2 separate regions of the Sus scrofa genome follow, and region 2 is linked to region 1. A link is a contact called in public Hi-C data. All regions are on one chromosome and are shown on one strand. Each heading gives the region's core, a stretch centred on a gene start, on an enhancer-like site or on the middle of the called end of the contact. The rest is flanking DNA. Distances are from core to core; before and after follow the strand shown. Region 1 holds the start of HOXA1 (homeobox protein Hox-A1). Region 2 holds the start of CBX3 (chromobox protein homolog 3).

What was found. A called contact is a pair of places that touch in the nucleus more often than the background predicts.
Region 2: a Hi-C map of embryonic fibroblasts shows a contact between it and region 1, with 2.1 times the contacts expected there. The contact joins the promoter of CBX3 here to the promoter of HOXA1 in region 1. A contact is called at or near these places in 4 of 47 Hi-C or Micro-C datasets (adipocytes, embryonic fibroblasts, fibroblasts and 1 more) and 1 of 2 datasets of contacts at active chromatin or transcription factors (skeletal muscle).

What each region holds. Positions count from the first base shown.
Region 1 is chr18:45,473,076-45,480,347 of Sscrofa11.1, reverse strand. It overlaps HOXA1 (homeobox protein Hox-A1), which reads right to left and starts at 2,787. Exons shown (of 2, transcript XM_003134844.5): 1 at 2,034-2,787; 2 at 42-1,552. The coding sequence starts at 2,688. The coding sequence ends at 1,197. LOC106506838 (a long non-coding RNA gene) reads left to right here and starts at 2,932. Exons shown (of 2, transcript XR_001302424.2): 1 at 2,932-3,156; 2 at 6,529-6,985. It overlaps HOXA2 (homeobox protein Hox-A2), which reads right to left. Exons shown (of 2, transcript XM_003134843.5): 2 at 7,003-7,272.
Region 2 is chr18:46,201,457-46,208,728 of Sscrofa11.1, reverse strand. It overlaps CBX3 (chromobox protein homolog 3), which reads left to right and starts at 3,615. Exons shown (of 5, transcript XM_021078986.1): 1 at 3,615-4,131. It overlaps HNRNPA2B1 (heterogeneous nuclear ribonucleoproteins A2/B1), which reads right to left and starts at 3,565. Exons shown (of 13, transcript XR_002340389.1): 1 at 3,108-3,565; 2 at 332-367; 3 at 124-234.

The DNA of each region.
Region 1 (7,272 bases), core at 1,538-4,037:
GGACCAACAAATTGTAGCCAAGCCAGACACAGAGATGCTTAAGCATATCTGAAACTTGAATATATTTATTACAGACATCTTAAGACCCGTAAACTCTGCTCTGGATCACATCCTTCTGGGATCTCGGAGCTGTTCATGATTGTACAGGAAATGGGAACTATCACAAAGGATAACTGATAAAACTCAGTGTGGTACTTCGGGAACATCAAGACATTGTGCGACATGCAAAAGACTATTCACGAATCACACAAAATATACATTCATTGTGCCATCCATCACATTAACAACTGAGCTAAAAATACATCATATCCAGCTACAATAACTGTGGAGGGAAGAAGCTGGTGTGAAATAATACGTTTGGGTCCTGAATACTCCAGCGCAAATTTGAAAGAGTGTGGCCAGAGAAAGGAGAAAGGCGTGGGGATGGGGAGAGACTCAGCCCAGGGAGCCAGGTTTCTGACCCTTTATGCTGCAGGCTTTCTTAACTTGCTGAAAGAACAAACGGAGGCGACCCTCTGAGGCCTCTGATTGATTTTACTGGGAGCTTTTAGTCTTTAACCTATAATCACATACAAAGTTGTACCAGCTTAGAGAGTTTGCCCACCCTATTTTCATCCCTTAATCTAAACATTTCTAGAAAATCTGTATAAAGATAAATCTTTCAGGACAAAGTATTTACAACCAGCAGACTCACACACATGAAACTGAGTTAAATTAAGGGGTGAATTAATTGTGTAAACACGCTCATAGTGCATCTCTTCCTCATGAGCTCCTGGACTCTCTTCTCTCTCTATCCTACTTTAAGGGCAGAGTAGGGGAGAACTGTAAATACACGGTTAGATATAAGATGAGAGGCCTCCCTCTGACATGTTTCTGCTGGCAAAGGAGACTATTTTCCAAAGGGCATCTGAAAGGAACTGTAGGGTCTGTCAAAGAAATCTCCTAAAACTAGGGGCGTTAGGGGCCTTGAGAAAATTGATGTTGGCACTCAATTTGCATTGCGGAGCTAGCACTCCCCTGCCCCCACACCAGTCTCTAATCCAGAATTCACTGGAAACACAGTATCCTGGCCAGGAGTTCCCCAGATAGGATCAGAGAGGAAGAGAGAGATTGTAAATGGACAGGAAGATAAGCTAAGAATGTGCTTTGGGAAAGAAGTCCCAGCCGGAAGAGTCGAGTCTGGGGCTGGGGCGGCCTCAGTGGGAGGTAGGTAGAGTGTCTGAGGTAGCAGACCCCGGGGAAGGAACGCAGGGCGAGGAGCTGGACTTCTCGGAGGATTCCTCGGCCTTCTCCTCACTGCCCGGTGGGGTGGCTGGAGAGATGGGCAAGAGGCCCTCCTTCTCTCGTTTCTTCTGCTTCATTCGGCGGTTCTGGAACCAGATCTTCACCTGGGTCTCATTGAGCTGCAAGGACGCGGCGATCTCCACCCTGCGGGCCCGCGTCAGGTACTTATTGAAGTGAAACTCCTTCTCCAGCTCCGTGAGCTGCTTGGTGGTGAAGTTGGTCCGCACCGCGTTGGGCTGACCCACGTAGCCGTACTCGCCAACTTTCCCTGAGGGCAAGGGGAAGCGATGGGGAAAAAAGGGGAAAAAATTTATATTCGATATGAGAGTCCCTGTAGGCTTCAGAGCAAGATTCAGGCAAAGGGGGAATCAAGAATTTCTCAACACAAGCCGGGCTTGGGAGGGTGAGTGATGAGGTGTAAAGCGTTCATCTGAAGTCACCCATTAGCATGGTCAGACCAGTGATTAATGGAGCCTGGAGATATTAACACACACATACACACCTACCCACTTTCCCACGTCCTACTTCCAAAACCTCTAAAACTCAGCCCCCTTGGAAACACAACAATCCCAGATGTTCCTTTGTGCCAACCACACCTGGGCAGCCTCCCAACACCCTACAACACCGGTGGGAAGCAAGAATTTTAAAGAAAAAAACAAAACAAAACCTTGATTAATTTTCCTTGGAAACTAAGCATACCGGCTCCTTCCTGAATAATCAAGGATCATTCATGGAAGGGCAAGACTGACCTGTTTTGGGAGGGTTCCTTTTGACTTTCATCCAGTCAAATGTCTGCGCTGGAGAAGACGTCTCTGATGCAGGGGAGCGGCAGGCTTCTTGGTGGCTGGCGTGGAGAGGGGACAAGGAGTTATTATACGTGGCCAGGGCCAGGCTCTGATGCTCTTGTCCATATGAGTGGTGAATATATTGAGGCGAGCCCACCGCGCCCCCGGCATAACCCTGGTGGTGGTGGTGATGCTGGACCATGGGAGATGAGAGATTTCCAGAGTAAACAGCGGGAGCGCACGTGGGGTACCCACCACTTACTTCTGCTTCCTGATTTAACGCGTAGGAGCTGTAAGGCGCGCCAAAGTTCTGCGCGCCGTAGCTTGGACCACAACTCGAGTGGGAGTAGGACACCCCCAGGTTCCCAGGAGTCTGGTAGGTGGCCGGCTGGGGGTGGTGATGGTGGTGGTGGTGGTGGTGGTGGTGGGGCGGGCTGATCTGCACCCCCCTGCCCACTAGGAAGCGGTCGTCGCCGCCACAGCTATTGGCACTGACCGCGCACGACTGGAAAGTTGTAATTCCATGGTCGGAGGGGTAGGCTCGCGCTGAGCAGGTCCCCGAGTCGCCACCGCTGAGGATGGGGTATTCCAGGAAGGAGCTCATTCTTGCATTGTCCATCTGTCACTGAGTGACCGGGTCCTGCGAAGCCCTGAGTGACCGTGCCAACTTTCTCACTTCCTCCATGGGGCCGGAGAAGAAAAATGATATGAATGTACAGTGCGCAAGAGGGGGGGCGGGAGGGCGGAGGGCGCTAGGGGAGGGGCACGTGACTCTCTCAGCCAATGGCGGAGCCTCCTGCGAAAGTTTGCTGGCTCCTGCGGTGATGGATCACCCTTTCAGTGGCATTTAAATCCCCGGCGCTCCTCAGTCTAGGTGACGCGCAGTCGCCCCCCCAGGCAGCCCGGGCGGCAGCAGCAGCTGCGGCGGCTGCAGGGGCAGATTCCCAGCGTTGGGGCGAAGGGGAGCAGGGGCTGCCTTCTGCGAGTGGCCGACTCCGATCGCCCCCCTCCGGGAGGTGGGGGCTGAGAGCCATCCTCGGTCACCGCCCCCCTCCCCACCGTGCACAGAAAGAGGAACTGGCAAGAGGTGAGACGCCAAGAGGGCTCCGCGCTCTCTTGGGTCGGGAGTCAGTGGGAGGGAGCTCGCTGGGCCGCCACTTGCACACTGGCTGAGCCCGGAACGCGAGGAACTGGAAGGGTCGCTCCCCGGGCGCTTTCACTGCCGTCCCTTCTGTGATGCCTTGGGGGCAGTGAGGAGAGCCGAGAACGGTGGCGGGGGACGAGGCTGGGCCACCACCAGGTCTCCGGAAGGAGAGGGAAGTGCGCAGAGGGCTGGCTGGGGGAACCCGAGTGGGCGTGGAGGGGACAAGCGCAAGAAAGGAAACTTCCCTCTCCCTGTAGGGTCTTGAAGCCCCCGTTCCTCCCCCACCCCCACGAGCTGTTAGCGTGGCAACGGGGAGCTGCTGTAATTCGATGCTCGGGAACGGGTGAACCTTGGGAGCTAAGCTTGCCGGAAAAGGCCGGGGGTGGCCCGGCTCTTCGCCCTCCCTCTCTCCTCGCTCTCCGCCCCTTTCTCCTCCCCACTCAGCTCTGTTCTGGGAGCCCTGCGGGATCCGGAGCAACTCTGCTGCCGGATTTTGAGGGGTAGGAGGCGGGGGAGAGAGATGACGCTAGCCGACGTGGCCAGCGTGGGGGCCGGGCCGTGCGCTGCAGGCCATCTGCCGGCTCCCTAGGACCCAGGAGCCTGTGTACACCGACCTGGGCCTCAAAGGGCGAGACCACAGTGAAGTACGATGAACTCCCCCTCCACCTCCCCTCCCACCCCGCCACCCCCAGAAACGTTTCTCGTTTCCTGGAGGCGAATGTTAGGCGTGCTAGAGCTTCCTTCATCCACCCCCCCCCCATTCTACTGCACAGCTGAAGTGGGGGTGGGGGCTGGCAGGTGGGAGGGGCAGTGGACAGATGGCTGATGGTGGACAGGACATTTTCTTCTTCCCCAACAACACCTCCTCCCTTTTGTAAACTGGCTGTGTGGTTCCCTGTGTGAACCTTCAAGTCCTTCCCTAGAGAGACACGTGCAAATCTGAGCGTCATCCCAGGACAGGAGTCCTGTTCTCCATCACCCTCAGCCTACCCGGATGCTGACGGGGTCGTTAATTGCTGTTTACTATTAAGTTTCATGTCGACCCTGGGCTTGTAAAGAGAAAAGGCCAAACAGAGGCCAAGAATTGATGCATTCCTAGATAAAAGAAATCCAGACATCATCCAAGAAGCTTTGCAGCAAATACCCTATAGATTTTACTCTGATCATGTTCACCACATTGGAATCTGACAGATCAAATTTATCTGAGGGTGGAATGTGTATTTGGGGTTCCCACTCTTCTCTACTCTTCCCTCTCCAGTTAGAAGGAAGTTTTGCTGGAGGCAGACACATTGTAAATGGGTTGGCCTTTTAGGTTTCTGTCTGTGTTCTGTGCTCCACACAGAGAAGTTCTCCCCTAACCTGTCCCCCCCAAGAGAGAGAACTCTGGCAGTCATTTGACTGTGGTTTCCCTCCGTAGCAAAGGGGCATTTTCCCTAAATATTTCCTTCCGAAAGGGTATTTTCCTGTGACCTTTGACCCATCCCCGATCCTGGTTAAGAGGGAGCCAGGAAGGTCACTCCGGCCCCAATTTCAGCACCTGGGGAACCTCCTCCTGGAGAACGGAAAAGGCAAGGCGGACCTCCTGGAGGTGGCTTCCTGGGGAGCGCCAGGCCTCCAACCGGAGGACAGAAGGGGCTCCTGGGGGGGAGGAGGCACGAAGCGAGGGGGTCCGGGCCAGCATTGGACGATTTGCTCTCCCAGCCGAAGCTCCTCGGTACGTTCTTCCCCATCCCCCCCTTGCCTCATTCCTACCCCTTTGTTGGCCTCCTCCGCTCGGGTTTGCACGACCCCCTCGCCGCAGGGCTCGCGCCACAAAGCCACCCCAGTCCGCCACCGCTCTCCTTCCTCCGCTAGTTCTCGGCCTCTGAACGCCTCTCCCTGCACCTCTCTTCCTCCCTCCAGGCCTCTCTTCCCAGCCAGCGCGGGTGGAGTGTTTTTCTTGCGATCCCAAACTTGCGCTCGCACACAGGCCCGCCGCCCACGGGCGGGCGACCCACCCGCCTCCGCTCCCTGCTCCCCGCAGGCCGGGCTCTAGCGGCCGCGGCGGCTCCGCCCGGGCTGGTGGCCCGGAGCGCCACTCTCCCGGCGCGGCGCACAAAGGCGGCCTCCTCTGGCCGCGAGCCCGCAGGCTTCCGTAGCTCCGCCGCTTCCCCCCCCCAACCCCCACCCCCACGAAGCCCGGGGGCTCCTTCCGCGGGGTCGGAGACCCTCGGTGCTCCGAGCAGGCAGGCCGGCGCCCCAGGACTGGAGCTAAAGTCTCTTTAAACGCCCCGGGAGACGGGGTAAAAGGCGAGCCCGGTCACTATTTAAACGATCGCCTGCAAGCGGTTTGCTGGGCTCAAAGCGCCTCTTTCAGGGCTGTTCTACTGGAAAGGGAAGGAGTGAGGAGGAGGCGAAACGCCGCCGAGGCCGGGAGCTGTTCATGGCAACCGCGGCTCAGCCAAGCTGTTGTTTTAAAAGAGCAATAAAAATGAATTATGACTAAACGCCTTCTAACTTAATGCTTTCGGACGGGGATCCCCGGCAAATACGTAAGAGGATTTTTATTTGTGCATGTGTTCCTGCAATTGATCTCTTTGATGACATTCTCATTCATAGAAAGCGTTTGATTTATGAGCGTAGGATGAATCGCAAACGGCAGCGGCTTAGCTCTGGCCGCGGCCGGGCCGCCTGCTCCGCTCTGCTCCGCGCCTGGGGCAGGAGACCCGCCGGGGTCCTCGCACGCCTCGGCTGCTGCCGGGATTTAGGGGGCAAAGGGGGGTGGGGGTAGCGAGCAAGCCCATGGAGAGAGATCGCGATTTCCTCGTAACTTCCAAGCCTTGGCTATTGAGAGCCGGGTTTTTAAATCAACCCGCCCCCACACATGTTGCTTACACGCTGCGTTTTCTCACGGTAAGAACATATAGCCGTCAGAACAGAGCTCAGTAAGGGAAAATAAAGGTTGGGAGACAGAGGAAGGGAGAAAAAAACAGAACAACCCAGGAACATACCCTAGTTCACATTTTATTGATATTTCATTTAAAGTGCTTTTTCTCGTTCTCTCTCTAGAAACTGGGTTAATTTATAACCTAGGGTGCAGAAACACTCCATTTTTAAATCTCATCTTACCTAACCTGACTTCAAAGCTTTAATGATCCATTATTTACCATGTAAACAGATTTAAGAATGAAATATTGATTTTTCTGACCCTGAAAAAAAAAAAGAAGAAGAAGAATCCTAGAACGACTGAATCAGAGGATTGGAAAGAACCCTTTCTGAGGTCCATTTTCCTGCTAGTAACCATTGTCTTGTTTTATTTTTGTTTTTCTCTTTTAGGTCTGTTTGCCTGGACCCATCAACAGCCAGGAGACTAACCAACCACACTGAAAATGTTCTGGGATTTGTGGGGGAGGGGTTGGGATGTAGATGTTTGAAGCAAATGTGTATAAATAAATGAATTGCTGATAACTTAGTTTTTGACCTGGAGACTGGTAGATTAAAGAAGCTCCATGTTTCTGCTTCCTGGAGTTGGAGGTTTCTATAGGCACTTTATTTCTCCACTTTGAAAATCTTGGGCTTGGCCCCAATCTGGGGCTGCCCGGTCCCGTTTCGATTACCAATTTAAATCTATGGCTTGAACCTTTACGTTGAAAAAACCATATCCATTCCCCTAAAAAATAAAAAAAAAAAACCCGACACTTCTCAGAAGCCCTAACCTTTTTCTGGCTTTTGTTTTATTGTTGCTGTCTATTGAAGACTTTGAACATGCCCCTTTAATAAATATATTAAAATTGAAAAAGAAAATGGATTGTGACCAGAATTTTATTTACCAAGTTAGACTAAAAGAGGAAAAAGAAACCGTTATGAGCCTTGAGAAAGAGGGGGAGAAAAAAATAAGAAAGCTACTTATAGCAAAGGAGAATTTATTCTACCAAAAATACGCATGACAATGCATCCTAGTGTAATACAAAAATAAAAAGAAAGTGAAGATACAATTATATGATCACTTTCTTGCAGGTCTCATATATTGCTTTTAGAAAATCACATAGAGGTGGTTGGATTAGATTTAAAACAACTAAA
Region 2 (7,272 bases), core at 2,366-4,865, 730 kb before region 1:
TTACTTACAGCATTTAAAAATGAACATGAACTTAAAACTTTTCTTAATGATTCACTAACACTTTAAACAGATGAGCCTGGGGAGTTAAAAGGACTATTATCTGCAAGCACTTTATTAACATACCACACAATCTGTAAGTTTTCCCCATTGCTCGTAGTAGTTCCTCAAACTTTCTTCTGTAGTTTCAAAGCTCAAGCCACCAATAAAGAGTTTACGGAATTGTTCCTTTTCTCTCTGCAAAGGAAAACATCATTTCAATTTTTATTTACATTTTCTCTTTGTATACAGGAAATTAAATTCTTAAATATGAGGTGACCTGCTGGCAGAGTACCTTTTTCCTCTCCAAAGGAACAGTTTCTAAAGTTTTCTGGGGGGGAAAAAAAAAACTTACATCAAATTTAAACCATATGTTAAACTGCATATTAGTTGTGTTACACCAAAAAAAATTGCCTCAGCTGAACTACACAAGTTTCAAAGTCATTAAATCTTGATCTAAATTTACTTCACATTCAAACATTTTAAACACATCTAATACCACTTAGTTAAAAAAAATTTCTGGAAAAAAAAAAAAAGCAAATCTTATTCCCTGGTGACTGAGAAGTTAATGCATTCTTATCAAAATTTCCATTCAATTCTATATCCTAGAACAGAGAAGTTACCTTTTAAATATTCAGTTTAAATATAAATTCTTAAACTGTAAGAACTGTTGGCTTCTTTCTTATAAACTTGTTATTTCAGAATTCACTATTTGAAGTAATTATTTTCCCTTCATTGCTCCCTCTAGTGGTGATTCTAATGAAACTCAATTTTTACCCCCCCAAAACCTGGTTAAAGACAGTTCTTTCCCCATATACCAAGTCTCCACTAGAGAAAAAAAGCTTTAAGTATTCAACATATACACCAACATATCTTTAAGATTCTCTCTTCTGACCAAGACAGAATGATTTAATAGTGTCTGTCTGTTCCTAAAAGTACTAACAGAGAAAGAATCTGGACTATTACTGAGCTATTAAAAAGTAGAAACAAGACTGCAATCATTCCACTTTTCAAAAACCATAAAGATATTTAAATGAACACTGTATCCAGTAGTTGCGTAGCACTACCATTTATTTTACACTTCACGATGTTTAACTTAGGCTTCTAGCAAACAACACAGCATAACACCTCGAATTTTCATTGGGAAAAGAAACAGAGCCTAGGCTTGAAATCTCAAACAAGCAAGCAAATACTTTGCATTAAAAGCTCTGTATTATGGATTATCAGTTAAGATTGGGTCATTATACTGTTTTCAGTTGGTTAAATTAAAAAACTATAAATACTCAGAAACGAAGTTACAATGTCCAGAATGTATAATGAAAAAGAAACAGTCAAAAGTACTTTCTGACACAGCAAGGTATTTTATTCCTAGCAAATCGTACTACACCCTCAACCCACATTTCTAAAGAGGTTCCTCTCTCCATCCATGCATGATACTAATAAACATTCGGTTTTTTTCCTGTAGAATTAACCTTTCAGGATTCTGAAAAATTTATAAAGAAATTATCAAACTAGCTCTTGAGACACTTTAAGAACCGTCTGTTATAATGGTTACTTGGCATATTGATATTCGGATTCTTTATTTATTCCAAGTATTTTCAATAAATGCTCCTTAAACCCAAATAAATCTAATTAAAAACACATCTACAAATTTTTTACATATCACTAACAAAAGGGAAAAACTCATTACTTACCTCATTTCCAAACTTACCCGCTGTCCACTATTGATTACAAACAAAGTTATTTTATAAGCGTGCTTAGGGTCAAAGAAAATACCCAGGTAGACCCCCTTCGCTTCAGACCTTAAGCTTATCAATGTTATCAACCATGATTGCAAACATAAATGAGAAAAGCAAGTGACAAAGTTCAAATACATAGTAGCCCAGCCTAAAACAGTTCGGTATACAGCAATACACGTACTGAAGGGCTGAGCCACGTTTTAAGCAGAGCACAACTAAAATCATTTTTATTGCACTTTCATCTTAATTTCTAGCTTACCACGTAAAAAATTTCCCAGTAAAAATCTTACTTAAAAGCCGAGTAATTTCTACAATTCCTCATAAGGGAAGCCTTCAGGAAATTAAAAGGATTCGGAACCTTCGGCACACCGCCCCCCCCCAACCCCCGAAGACCACCTTCCCCACGACCTCCCGCATAACCTACAGGACCCTGATGGCTCCGAATTTCGGTTTTTCATTTCTAAAGCTTCCTGCCATGTAACCGCCTTCCTAATCGCCGCAAACCCAGCTAAAACCGCTACGCAAAGGAACAAGGGCTGAAAAACAGAACGTTTTCTTTGTACTACGTATGGCTCGCCTCAAACCCGGGCCCGACACCCTAGATCGTTTTACCTCCGAAGCCGAGCGACCGCCGCCCCTCCCCCCGCCCTGCGGTGCGGCGCCTGAACGCAATGGCGCCATTTCATCGAGGGGAAGGCAGCGAGCCTCTAATGAGGTGCGCAGGACTTTAAAGATCCAGGCTCCCAAACCCTCAGAATCCACCTCGAAACGGCATGAAAACGGCCCGAAAAGGAGAAAAAACCGGCGAACCACCTCTACTCTTTGATAAAAGACTCAAACTAGCTGAATTTAGAGAGTTACAAGGAAAACGCTGCGAGAAAGAGGAGAAACGAAAATGGCGGCCGCCAAATCCGGTTCCCGCGAGGGGGGGAGGGGAAGCCGCAGCCTCGCCCGCGAGGACCCGCAGCCCGCCGAAACGCTCCAACGCGCGGACGCCAGGGTCCCCAAACCAGCGTGCTGTAAAAAGGGAGTAAGAATTCCCGCCTCCGCGCCCCACTTCCACCGAAGTCGGCTTGCGTCCGCCATGTGGAAGTTCCCCATCCCCCACCCCCAGCAAAGGGAAATGGCGCCGGGAGCCTGAGGGTGGGGAAGGTGCGGAACGATCAGGCCTCCGCTAACGACCCCCCTTCAAAAGTACCCCGAGACCAACCGCTTCTGAAGTGGCCCAATTTCGCTGCCGCTCTCCCACGGAGGCGGGTGGCCGACTTCCAATAAGGCGCCAACGGCCTCGCCATGCCCTTTCCAACAACTCATTGATTTCAAACCCGTTACCTCCATCGCGGACTCAGTCGCTTCAGCCCGATTTCCCGCAGCCGAGCGAGATGAGAGAGATCTCCGCGGACGAACACGAACCGGACTCGTCCTGGCGCTGTAGTGAGAACTGCCGCTGCTCGAGAAACAACACCGCTAAGAGCACCTCCACTCGGGACCCGGCGCTGCTGCTACTGCCGCTAGAGCCGCTGCCGCCGCTTTTCTAGAACCTTCCCCCCGACTAACGCGTCCTGCCCTACGTCAGGCCGTTGCGTAAACGCCCTAACCGCCGCCAATGGCGGGAACGCTCTACGACCTCCTTGCGCCAAGTACGTGCCCCTCCCTCCTCGCAGCCAACAGTGGTGCTTGACGTCACTTGCGTAAAAGGGCTCTGTGAATTGCGGAAGGCTCGAGCCCTGCGTATTTCTCTCTCGGAATTAAGTCCAGTCCCCGCCCCCCGCCCAGCTTTAGCGCAGGGCAGGTGAGAAACGGTCGCGCAGTTTGAAATTAACACTGTGGGGAGGAGCTTAATCCTCAGCTTTCAGGTCCAGCCCCTCAACCCGGAAGGTGGTCCTTAGAGCAACGCTTTGATAATCCCAATACCCACCGCCCCCCGTCTCTAAAAAAAAAAATCTTTGTAGCCTTCTCTACAGCGCTTTCCCTCCTCCTCCCTGAATTGAGGACAGACTCGGCCTCTTCCGGAAACACCCGAAGCGACTTGTGGTCAACAAGTTACATTTCACGCCTCACCTACCTAACCTTGGACAACGCTTTTGGGGTCAACCTCTCGGGTTCAGGAGGTCTTTGGACAGGGTAATCTAACTCTTAGTTCCTAATTGAGTCCTCCCACCCAAGTTTTACACCCACCACCAGCATTTGGAGGCACCCAACCCCAGGGACTAGGAAGTGGGCGGAGTCCTGTTTTGGCGCCAGTGCAGCTGCTGCAAAGCAGGAACGCCTCCGCCGAGGAGACTCCGGTCACAGTCCCCGCTCCTCCCTCTCTTTCCCTCCCCTTTGGGGACCACCAGCCGCTACGCCCCGAACGGTGAGTGCCGGTGTCACCACCCCCTCCTTCCCCCACCCACCCTTCGGCTCGGGCTCGGGCTCGGGCTCCCGGCGGGCAAAGCGCGGCGCGCGGCCCCTCCCCCCCGCGGGGCGCGCGCTCACCCCCGCCCCTAGCGGCCGCCTGGCGTGGGCGGTGCCACCCCGCACCCCCCCCACCCCCAGCGGCGCGGCCCCGCGCGCAGCTCCCCAGCCCCCTCCCCCTCGGATGTGGCTGGAGCTAGAGGCGCGCAGGGCCGAGGACGCCGCAGACCTGGGACCCGGAGCAGCTCTGAGGCGGTGAAGTCGGTGTCTTTATTTTCCCCTACCTTTCACTCCGTGGTCTTGCTTCAGATACCACTTGCGCCCCAGAGACCCTCCCCCCAGTTCCCCGCTTCCCATCCTTCCCGGCCCGACCCCGAGTCGGAGCTGGCGGGAAGGAAACAGGCGAATGGAGACCCCGCGGTGGGCCTGGTGCTGGGCCGGTGTCTCTAGTTGGTCGAGGGGACGAGACTGCTCGTTATGAGGTTGAGAACTGTGGCGACAGCTGCCTTATTTGTAGACAAAGCGCGTTTCTTCCTCCCCTCCCCCATCCCGGAGCTACATGAGGGGTCCTCCTCCCTCTCCCGGACTCGGTCGGCGACTCGGGCCTCCAGGGAGGGCTGTGCATTCTCCCGCATCCGTGCGGCCCGAAGTCCGGAGGCAGCGGCGGGCGCTCCGTTACGAGGCCGCCTTCGGGTCGGGGAGGCGCGGGCCCCGTGGCGCAGTGCCCTTGAGCCCCCGCGCCGCGGCCTTTGTTTCTCCCCGCGGATGCGCTGACCATGCGGCCCGCGCTCGCGTGTGGGGGGCGGGGGCCGGGCTCGAAGGCCTTATTAAGCCGGGTGGGGCTGGGGCTTAAGGGCAGCGGCTGAACGTCCGGAAAGAGGTGATTTGTTTTCAGAAGTGGCACGAAATGGGATTGGAGCATTTTGGGGTGTTTTTTTCTCTTAGTTTATTTAACTAGTGATTGGAAAAAGGGAGAGTTTCTAAAAAGAAACCAAGTTGGGATTACCTAGGCGGCTCTGGACTGTTAAGAGGTCTAGAGAAAAAATTCACAGTAATTTATTATGGTGATCGTTTGAGCAGTTGATTCTGAGTCAGTATCTATTTGCTGAATGTGGTTGTAAATGGGATTTGGATTAGGAAAAAAAATTTTTCTTTTTTTAATCCTATATGACTCTTTCTCGGGTACCAATGACCCTAGTAAGGTTCTCTGGGTACTTGGTTACAACACTAATATATATACTCTGAGGCGTGTATTACTAATTTACAGAAGCTTAAATCTGATTGTTTATGGATTGGTATAATATCCATATTATATATGTCTGATAATATGAGCTACTAGGTGGGGGTTGGAATCCAAACAAAACTTGTGTTTAGCTACCTTTTTTTGTGTCTTTGCAAACTTCTTTAACTGTTATGCATTTTTTTAGTAATAGCTCTTCAAGTCTGCAATAAAAAATGGCCTCCAATAAAACTACATTGGTAAGTTAATGAAAACCTAAAATGTGTAAGGATCTAACTCAGGCTTTTTCCCCTTAAAATTATAACTTTGCATCTATGTGGTTGAGAAAGTTACAGCCATAGTATAGTCCCAGTCCCGCCCCCCGCCCCCCCGCCCCCCCCCCCCCCCCCCGTTATACTGAGGAGAGTTGGGGCAAAAACAAAATTATTACATTAAAATACTTATTGACTTGGCCTAATAGTGTCTTAAGTCATTTAAAGAAACCTAATCTTGGGATGGCGGCAGACCAAATGTTTTTATCTTGAAGATACGCAAATCTATATGACAGGGAAGAATGATAAATGTGTAGACAGACAAAGCCTAAGATCTTGTTGATTGGGACATTATTCCCTAAATCACTTTATACTGAATTGTAGAGAAAGCAAGTATTTTCAGTATTGCCCAGGTTAAAGAAGGGGTAACTTATACACTTAGATTGAGACAAAAGCTTTAAATTTTTCAAATTAACTTTGGTCACTGTCATATTTCAGACTTATTCCAAAATACAGAACGGTTTTAAATTTAAATCATTGCGTAAGTATGTGGTCTTTTTTTCTTCTAAATACACGACACGAAAAAAATTATATACCCAGGCAAGAGAGAAGCCTAGATCTTCTGGATCTTTTGAGCAGTTACCTTTTTTCTCTCCAGAAGCATCTTAAACATTTTCTTAGATTTCATTAAAAGTTCTACAAATGTGTATAAACATAGCTGTATTCAGCCTTGTCAAGTTATATAAGTTTTAACACAACTAATGAAATAGTCACATAAAAGGCACAAAATTCAAAGTTACAGTGCCCACAGTATTTAATTCTAACGTGTTGCTTTAGCAGTAGTCACAGGTGCTTAAAGGTGAGTGTAAAGCAAAACATTTGGTTTGGGTTTCATACTTAAAAGGACAAGTTGGTGATTTTTAATTTGTTCCGTCATTATATTGCACTAAGTTAGATAGCCTGAGAAACATTGAAATACGAAATATAAAGCCTATCCGATGAGTCTCTGTGGCATAAATTATTCCCATCAATGGAAAAGGCACATCACATAGTTTTAAATGTCTTCTGCAATCTTGAGGCATTGCTGCAATTTTTTTCTGCTTGCATGCTATGTTGGATGATTTCAGTGACTAAGCAGTTAAGATTTTTTTATTAATATCTGTTTTAAGATGAAATGATTTTAAGATGAACATGCAATGTTTTCTAATTATTTCCATTTTTTTTAAGTGTATCCATTTCCAGTCCTCTTATAACAAATCTGTTTTGACTTAATGGAAAATAGGTGGAATTTGGTCTCCTGATTCTCTCAAATAATGTTATACCAAAGAAAACTTTAAAAACTAACCTAAAAACTTGTTTATTAAAAACTTGTTTAAATTTAATTCATTGGCTACCAGTTTAGCTCCTTTCTCTTAAACCAAGAAAGATGGATTTTTCTCACATTAGAGAATTAAAATGATCTAGCCATTTTGGCTTCTTGGAGCAAGATTATAGGTTTAGTGCAAACGGTCAGTAATGTAACCTACAGAGATCATGGGGAAATGATCTCATCCTTTCTAACCTATTCATGGTCTCTTTGGTTGACTCTGCAATTGCTATCAAGATTCTG